Regions from separate parts of the Sus scrofa genome. Here region 2 is linked to region 1. A link is a contact called in public Hi-C data. All regions are on one chromosome and are shown on one strand. Each heading gives the region's core, a stretch centred on a gene start, on an enhancer-like site or on the middle of the called end of the contact. The rest is flanking DNA. Distances are from core to core; before and after follow the strand shown. Region 1 overlaps LOC110256743 (a long non-coding RNA gene). Region 2 overlaps PCGF5 (polycomb group RING finger protein 5).

What was found. Hi-C and Micro-C count contacts between places; a contact is called where the count stands out from the background.
Region 2: a contact with region 1 is called in a Hi-C map of skeletal muscle, with 5 times the contacts expected there. The contact joins two enhancer-like sites. A contact is called at or near these places in 2 of 5 promoter capture datasets (fetal liver and liver), 25 of 47 Hi-C or Micro-C datasets (adipose tissue, alveolar macrophages, blood and 12 more) and 1 of 2 datasets of contacts at active chromatin or transcription factors (skeletal muscle).

What each region holds. Positions count from the first base shown.
Region 1 is chr14:102,672,773-102,677,273 of Sscrofa11.1, forward strand. The region is part of intron 4 of LOC110256743 (a long non-coding RNA gene); the gene reads left to right. Among named protein-coding and RNA genes, the nearest start is that of ANKRD1, 62 kb to the left of the region's middle. Within about 2 kb of position 2,374, at least 21 of the 83 cell types and tissues checked have an H3K27ac peak or open chromatin away from gene starts, as enhancers often do. A contact at or near this core is called in adipose tissue and skeletal muscle, where this site is marked.
Region 2 is chr14:102,916,795-102,921,295 of Sscrofa11.1, forward strand. It overlaps PCGF5 (polycomb group RING finger protein 5), which reads left to right. Exons shown (of 10, transcript XM_021073244.1): 4 at 2,714-2,769; 5 at 2,876-2,935. Among named protein-coding and RNA genes, the nearest start is that of PCGF5, 92 kb to the left of the region's middle. Within about 2 kb of position 2,402, at least 13 of the 83 cell types and tissues checked have an H3K27ac peak or open chromatin away from gene starts, as enhancers often do. A contact at or near this core is called in adipose tissue and skeletal muscle, where this site is marked.

The sequences.
Region 1 (4,501 bases), core at 1,124-3,623:
ACTACAATACTCCCACTGGGGGAGAAATGAAACCGCAAACTCAGGAAGGGAAGTTCCTTCCTTCCTTCCTTTTTTTTTTTTTTTTTTTTTTTTTTTTTTTGTCTTTTTAGGGCCACACCCACAGCATATGGAAGTTCCCAGGCTAAGGGTCAAATTGGAGCTGCAGCTGCAGGCCTACACCACAGCCACAGCAAGGCAGGATCCAAGCCACATCTGAGACCTGCACCACAGCTCATGGCAACACCGGAGTGAGCAAGGCCAGGGATCGAACCCATGTCCTCACAGAGAAAATGTTGGGTCCTTAACCTTCTTAGCCACAACATGAACTCTGGAGAGTTGCTTTCTAAAACCCAAACCACTAGGCCATGGAGAGAACAGAAAGGCTGGGGGAGAAGACACGGTCTTTAGGGAGGAATGTCTGATTCCCCAGAGTAGAGCTTTGCGGCCATATTTTCTTGGAGTCACAAAGTCCAGGCCCAAAACATGGGGTCAAGAGTATGAGAATTTTGGCCCAAGATGAATAAACCTGGCCTCAGCAGCTGCCGCTGCTATGGTAATTTGTATGTTGAAAAAATGTGAGCACTTGAGACTATTTCTAGTTCCAGCTGCTCTGCGGTATTAATAAAGGTCTAATTGCTAAAACCATGTGCAATGGACATGGTGTTCATTTTCCTGACACATGGAAAATGTGGTTTGGAGGCTGAGCTGTCAGGCCCAAATCACCTCCAGACCCTGCCTATTGCAAGCACATTTCATCACCGGGCAGGACTCGCTAAGCTTGGTCGATGGCCTCATTATGGCTATTTGTATCCTGACACTGGAGCCGACTTGACAGGTTAGCATTCCTGTCAAAGAAGCCTGGCACCAAATGTCTGTCCAGCCCCATTTCCCAGGGGCTGTGGTGTGGACAGATTCCATCACATCGCCACACCTGAAGACAAAGGAACAATTTGTTCAGCATTGAGATCGGGTTTGTAAGGTTGTCGCCCAGCTCCCACCAGACGATTTAACATAACACCACCTTATAACTTGGAGGTAGTTAGGCTTCCTGCAAAGACAGAGGTGGATGAGGATGGTGGGGTTGTAGCCTCATGGCCCTGTACACCCGCAGGGACAGACACGAGTCTCCATGTCATAGAAGACAGCTCATTCTTCCTGCCCCTCTCTGCCCCACTGTACATACCCACAAATCATGGTTGCTATCTCTCTTCCAAATCTAAATATATTTTACTACCTTATGGCTTCATGGTACCACAATACATACCACAGAACTACTTATAAGTTGTCCCATGCTAAAACACCAACGCCTATACATTTGTCATTTAATACCAGGTCCAGTTTTTTTTTAATGGGGAATTCCTCTCCCTAAATTTACTCATTTTTAATTTACTTTTTCTGGCTTGTGAAGGGAGTTCCAAGCTAGGGCTTCTTTTCTTACTGGGCTTTCCATGAAAGGACGTCAGTACATTGGACTTCAGTACATTCAATGATTCTTATGAGAGGTTCCACCTTGCTAATTTATGAGCCCACTCCCTGGACACTGATAGGCCATATAATATAGTGATTAAGAGCCTGAACCTCACAGTTAGACTACCTGGGGTTCCATACTAATTCCACCATCTATGCCTCATATGACCTTAGGCAAGCATCTTCAACTGCCTGTGCCTTGGTTTTCTTATATGCAAGTCAGGAAAAATATTAGTACCTCTGCATAGGATAGGTGTGAAAATTTAGTAAGTTATCACATGTGAAGTGCTTTGTAATAAATGCCAGCCATTATTGTCTCCATAGAAAGAATGTGATTAGAACATGTAAAAATGGAGTCCAAGAAGTGCCCTCTGGAACATTAGAGTCCAGATCCACATCCTCTCTACAGGAGACCCACTAAACAAATGATGAATTTGCACAGGTGTTTCTCAACAGGGCCATGCTGTTTCCAGCATAACCAGTGAATAGTGGGCATGAAATGGTTAAACAGAAAAATCAAGTCTGGTTCTTACTGCAGGAGTAGTAGATATTGGGTAATGCTAAACAGAAGTCCAGCCTGGAAAAGGCTATTTACTGTGGAAGAGTCCTGGCTCACGGTAGCCAGAGGCAGCTCAAAGAGAGACAGATACCCCCTATTCATGGTGAGCTTGGCAAAGACCCAGAGCAGATGAGAAGCTGTTCTCTGGTTTAAAGGGCAGCAGGAATTTTTCAGAACATTTTTTGGAGGGTGGGGTTCAGCCAGCAGGAACAGCCAGAGTAGTTAGGGATAAAGAATGTGCTTTATGCCCAAGCTTATTGGAATTGCTAGCAGAGACAACTGGTGGGGTTCACAGGTCAAGCCAGTGATAGGTTTAAGGCCAGGATGATGAAAGAGGATTCCAGTGTGATCTCTCTGCTTGGAAGACTGTGTGACTCACTGTGCACGTGCTCTGATGAGCCTCCTAGACCCTTGTCAGGGATGCGAGCTGGACTTATTCTCCAGCTGCTGGCACACAGCCCTTGGAGTCAGTCTTCTCTGGAATTGCCTTGGCTGAGCTGCCTTACTCAGGGTCACACCCCTTCCCAGAACAGCCTGAGCCAGTGGCTGATCAATGCAGGGGAACAGAGATCCAGCCCTTTTTGCCCCAAATCAGGACAGCCCTGAAGATATCTGGTCTACAGAACCCCTCACAGAGTCAGCCCAGGCTCCCAAGGTGACTGCTGAGGCTTGATCTGTCCAATCCCTTCCACAGATGTGGACTCCAAAAGCACTCTGTTGGGGATGCCCTGCTTGCTGATCTCTGCAGCATCTCCTTCCCTGCAGAGCAGGGTTCCTCCTCCTTAATTCCCAGCAGGCAGAGGGGTCATGTGACAGGGTGCTGACGAATGGGAGGTGAGCAGAGTGAAGTGGCCTGGGATCAATCAGTGGTGTTGGAGGCAGTGTGTGTGAGGTGGTGCAGACAGCACATGAAGGAGACCTGCCTGAGTGGAAAATAAACTTTCCCTGTGTTAAACTTCTGAGATTTGGGATCTGTTTTGGTTTGTGTAAACACAACAAACTTTCTTACCAAACCCTTGCTTACCCCATCTTTTCTATGGCATTAGCCTTCCTCTTTCAAAACCTTTCTAATTCCAGAGGGAGAAGCAGTCACAAGTTAATGTCTGGATACACTATAAATATTTGTTGCTTCTCTTATGTTTGCCTCAGTTAACTGTTCCAGAAGCAAAACATAGTTTATCCCATTTCATAGATTTAATTATTCCCAATTAAATGGTATTTCTAATGTTTCTTTTTGCTGCGTGTATAAATTTTAGTTATTCTCCATGGTGGTATTTCCAGTGAGTCCTTTTTGTGTGTATTCATAAAGTCTCAAGCAGAATAAATCCTTTAGGTATTTTAGCAAATAAATTGAGCAGAGCGGATCCCACTGAAAATGGCAGTCAATAGTCTGATGCTCTAAATAGAAAAATCAAGTAAAATGTATGCACACATGCTTATTGACTCTTTTAACCACCATTAATTAAGCATTTATTATGTGCCTCATGAGCTTCCAGTTTTGCTCCACGGGAAGGGCTTCCTAGCCTCAGGGAGCTCATTGGTCAGTGGGAGAGGTCTGCTTGTACCCAACTGCCACTGATGTTCAGTGTGACAAGAACATGCCAGAGTGCACAGGTGGCTGGAAGGAGGAAGGGAGTGCTCAGCTCTGCCAGAGAAGGTGTCACATGGATGACTTGAAGGAAGATTTGGGAGTCACTTGGCACATGCAAAGCGGGCAGAAATTCCAGGCAGAGACGTTGAAGGCATTCAGGCTGTGATAGACCTGGAGAGGTGACCTGGCTGGGCGTGACAGCAGGCATGGTGGTAGAAGATGAGGTTGGAGAACAAGCACAGGCCAGATTCAGGGAGATCTGTATGTGGTGCTGTGGGATTTGGACTTTTCCTTTTTTTTTTCATTTATTTATTGCCATGTTTGTTCCGACCTATTTAATTATTCCTCTTCTGTGCTCTAATGTAGACACACAATTTTATTCTGAGGGGTAGAGTTTGTGGAATCATAAACTTCAGGCATCAATAAGAACTGATTCCCAAAGTCCACATCAGTAAAATGAAGTCTAGTGGTGCCTCCAAAGCAGCAGAATATTACTCACCACTAAAAAAAAAAAAAAAAAAAAAGCTATTGAACCATGCAAAGGCATGGTGGAAACTTAAATCTTAAATGCATATTACTAAGTGAAAGAAGTTAATCTAGAAAGGCTACATACTATAGGGCTCCAACTATATGACATTCTATGAAAGGTAAACTATGGAGACAGTAGAAAGATCAGTGATTGCCAGGTTTTGGGGGAGGGAAAGGGAACAGGAAGAGCACAGAGGATTTTTAGAGCAGTGAAACTATTCTGTATGATACTATAATGATGGATACATGTTATACATTTGACTAAACTCACAGAATGTACAACACTGAGAGTGAACCCTAATATAAACTAGGGACTTTGGGTGACCATGATGTGTCAATGAAGGGTCATTAATTGT
Region 2 (4,501 bases), core at 1,152-3,651, 240 kb after region 1:
AGGTGGGAAACAGCTAGACAGAAAAATATGGCTTTGTTTTTAATCTATTATATATATAGAAATATGGAAGTAAATACTAGAAGAAACAGGTTTGATTTAAGAGCACTGAATCCTAACTACTAGACCCCCAGGGACAGGGTGGATTTGAAAATGGTTGCCCCTGGGATTGTAAGAATTAGAAACAGGGAGAGTGGGGCATGAGAATGTTTTATTTTATTTTTTATTTATTTATTTATTTATTTATTTTGTCTTTTTGCCTTTTTCAGGGCCACTCCCGCGGTATATGGAGGTTCCCAGGCAAGGGGTCTAATTGGAGCTGTAGCTCCTGGCCACAGCCACAGCCACAGCCACACGGGATCCGAGCTGTGCCTGCGACCTACACCACAGCTCACAGCAACATTGGATCCTTAACCCACTGAGCAAGGCCAGGGATTGAACCCACAACCTCATGGTTCCTAGTCAGATTTCGTTAACCACCGAGCCATGACAGGAACTCCCGAGAATGTTGTATTTTAACGTAATGCTTGATTTGTAAATTATTTACATGGATTACATTGATAAAACAAGAAGAGAAATAATGCTTCTTTCAAATACTGCTACTCTTAAATAGTCTAGGAAAACTGTGAATGCATTAGTATGTAAGTCCTGAAGAACAAGATAAGGTTGGTTTGGTTGGAGAGGAGGAAAAGGAAAGGAGTATCTGAGCTGGGATGGAAAGCTTGAGGGAGAACACAGTTTGGAAAAGGCAAGGCGTTCTCAGCAGTAATTGAATAAGCCAGTTGGCTAGAGAAGAGTGACAGGCGAGTAGTACCAGTTACAGCTGGTAGGGTGGGCTCAAGTTGTATAAACACTCCAAGGCAGGTGGTGGGAAGAAATGAGCAGGCAGATAATGATCAAATTACTGCTTAAGGAAGATTCCTTATGAGCATGTCAAGGTGAAGGAAAGTATCTCTGTGCTGCTCCTCTGAATGGTGATTGAGAGAATGGAAGCGGGGGGTGGGGAGGGAAGCCTGGGTGGGAGAGGCATTGAGCAGGAGCTGTCTGGGGCTTGGCACGGGAAGGCGAGTGTGAAGCAAGAGAGAGACAGAGGTAGGTTAAGAATGTTTGCATTTTGAGCCTGTTTGGGAGTGATGTGGTATCATTTCTAAATTTAATTTTTAAAACTAACGGAGGTGCTCAGTTTTTTGTTGAAGGAGACTAGATGAGTCTTGACAGAGAGCGGTCAACATCTGTTGGAAATCCTGACCTTGAGCTCAGCAGAGAGATGGGGTGTGTGCGTTAGGGGTGTAGGTTATCTGTCTGTATATAGATTTTGAAGCCAGACAAGTGGATGAGATCCTCAAGGAAGGCAACCTGTAGAAAAAGGCCAGAGTTCAGAGAGCAGAGCAAAGAGGAATACGCAGATGGAGAGGCGGTTGGAAAAAGAAAGTTATTTAGGGACAGAAAGTCAATAGAGAAAAAGAAAACCAGGAGAGGAAATTTTCAAGGAGGCAGTGTCAGGCAGCACTGACAGACTGCTGCAGAGCAAGGTAGGAGAAAAATGACATGAAAAAGTCATTTTAAAATTTAAAATTTTAATTCTAAAAAATTTTAAAAATCTGTTCAGTTTGGAAGATATGGATAATTTGGGGAGTTCAGTCAAGTAAAAGAAGCAGAAATAGTGTCAGTTATGCTTTCAAATTGAAAGAAAATGTTGAGAAACTGCTAACAGTTGAAAAGACAGTAGGTTAAGCCAAGGTATGGGGGATTTTTCAGATGTGAGAAAAGTATACGTATTTTTAGTCAGAGAAGGTAATGCAGCTGAGCAGGGTGAAGGAGATAAGAGAAAAGGGTATTATAAGAGCAAGGCATGAGACCAAGAAATGAAAGCCATGAAAGGGAAGGGTTACACTCAGATGCAGCAGGAAAAGAAAGCAAGAAAAATGTTAAGGTAAATATTTACAGTTTTTTAATCTAGCAAGATAGAACAAATGGTTTAAATTTCTTGGAAGAGAGGAATGGAGGTTATTCCCAGCATAGGAAAGAGCCAGAGTTTGTGGTGGAGATTTTGAAAGTGGCTGTATCAGCTGTTGCTGCATAGTAAACCATACCCCTAAATTTCATGCTTAAAACAATAATAAAAGCATTTATCATTCCTCACAACTCTGTGTGGTTCACAGACTGGGTGGTTCTTCTGGTCTTGGCTCGGCTTACTCAGGTGATTGCAGTCAGCAGCTGGTCAGGCCCCAGCCCTGCTGACATGGGCCGGGTTCTGTCCTGTTGGGTTGGGCTGTCCGTGAACTAGTCTGAGATGGCCTTAGCTCCGCAGCTTGGCTCTCCTGGACACAGTGTCTCCTCCTCTGGACTTGTTCTCACGGTGGCAGGATTCTAAGGACAGCACGGCAAACAAAGCATGTGTTGAGCCCCATGAGGCTCAGGCTCAGAACGAGCAGTGTCACTTGTGTTATATTCTCTCCACCTAAGGACTCCACTCCTTAATCAAGGCAGCAATTTCAAAGTCCTGTAGAGAGAGCTGGGGACAAGCCTGTAATCTGGTCCACCCCTGGACAGACTGGAGGCTGCTGTGTCCACCTGCAGTGGAGTTGAGTGTGGTACTTGCTGACTGTGTATGTTCTGAATTTTATAAAGTGTGTGGGATACAGATCTTAAACTGTTTACATATTGGATTTTGTGTCTTCATTGTTAGCATATTGTCTTTTTTCCTCTCTGAAAGGTTGGATAACACGTTAGAGGAAATTATATTTAAGTTGGTCCCTGGACTACGAGAACGTAAGTTGCTCTTTGGGTTCTTGCAGATTTTTGTGTTTTGTATAATCACCATTTCTACTAAAGATTTCACAATTGTTTCCATTTATACCTTTTTCTTTTAAATTAGAAGAACTTGAGCGTGAATCTGAATTTTGGAAGAAGAATAAGCCTCAAGAAAATGGAGAAGGTGACTTTTTTTTTTTTTTAAACTTCTGTATCTAATAGAACTCTCTCAAGCTGGTCACTGCTTGGTAGCTGTGGTGAACTAACCACTGTCTTAAAGCTCAAATTTCTCCTATTTGATGTTCACATGTCTCTTTATTTACATTCTGAGCCTCTGATTATGAACCTTTTGTGTAAATCACAAGATTTTATATAAATGCGTCTAAGTCTGAAGTCAGTCCAGTTGAAGGTAATTGGAAATAGAGGAAATTGGACTTTGGGGAGAGAAAAAGGAGATAAAACAGAAAACTGGTCACTTTTCATAGCAGTATTTGCTGGAGAGCTAAGGGAAACTGAAGTAAGAACTAGTCCCATCCTGCAACAGTGAGGAGTTTGCTGTTTTGTGTATTATATTTTGTATGTTAAATAGGAGAGGGAACTGGGATATAGCTTGACAGCCAGGATGTTGCTATGCTCTGATAATCTAGAGTGAACTTTTCATAGGTGGATCTTGGATGATACAATTTATACATTCTGAGATTTGAAAAATATTTCTAGGCCCTCGTGGGAATTTTCCCTGTCACCTATGCTAAGTGTCCAAATTTCCCTTTCGCATCCCAGGAGCCTTAGCAGTCAGTAATTTTTAATAATAATTTAGGTCACAGACGTGGCTTGGTTCCCAAGTTGCTGTGGCTGCAGCGTAGGCCAGCAGCTGCAGCTCTGATTCGACCCCTAGCCCGGGAACTTCTATATGCTGTGGGTACAGCTCCAAAATAATAATCATAACAATAGTAATAGTAATAATTTAAACAAAATGGCAGACAATACTGGGCAGAGAAAAGGCTTTTAGTATCCCTTCCCATTGTTATTTAATATGAGATTTGTTTCAAGATGGCCTGATGACCATTGAAATCTTTGAAGGATGGATGTGTATTTTTATAGGCTCACTTGTGAGCTCAGTCTTTAGCCCTGGATTTCCCATAAGATCCTAGGATTATCATTATGTATCATTAAAATGGCTTTGTCTTTTCATGTGTAATGTGGGGATCAGAGTTTTACTAGTTCTACTTATCTGTGCAGGGCTGGCCTCCTATAGCAGGGGAGGTTGAGAATAATTTTGAATGACTGGAATAAGATAGCAGAGGATTATTTTTGATCTATGACATCAAAATAGGCAAAAAAAAAAAAAAAAAAAACAAGCCTGGAAAAAAAAATGACTTAAGTAAAGGGTTGTTTTACCCAAGTATAAATTGCAGTTTAGACAGTAGTGCTATAGTAAAAATAGAGGTAAAATTGACTGAATGTTCCAGTTTCTGATACCTTTTCCAGAAACCAGGAGTCCAGGGATTGGTATCAGAAACTGTGTGGTCAGGTTAGTCCTGACTTTTTGTGTCATACAGAGTAACTAGTAAAGGATTACAACCTACTGTGTGTTTATCTTCCTTTTCTCATATTTCTCCCTTTCTAAAGTATTTTATCATTTTTGGTCTTTAGTTTGGGTGGAGAATTTGGACTTTTTCTTGGAGCTTGAGTTTGATTCATAAGAGGTAGCTCCTGTCTATGTGGGTTCCATATAAAAAGGCAAAATAAA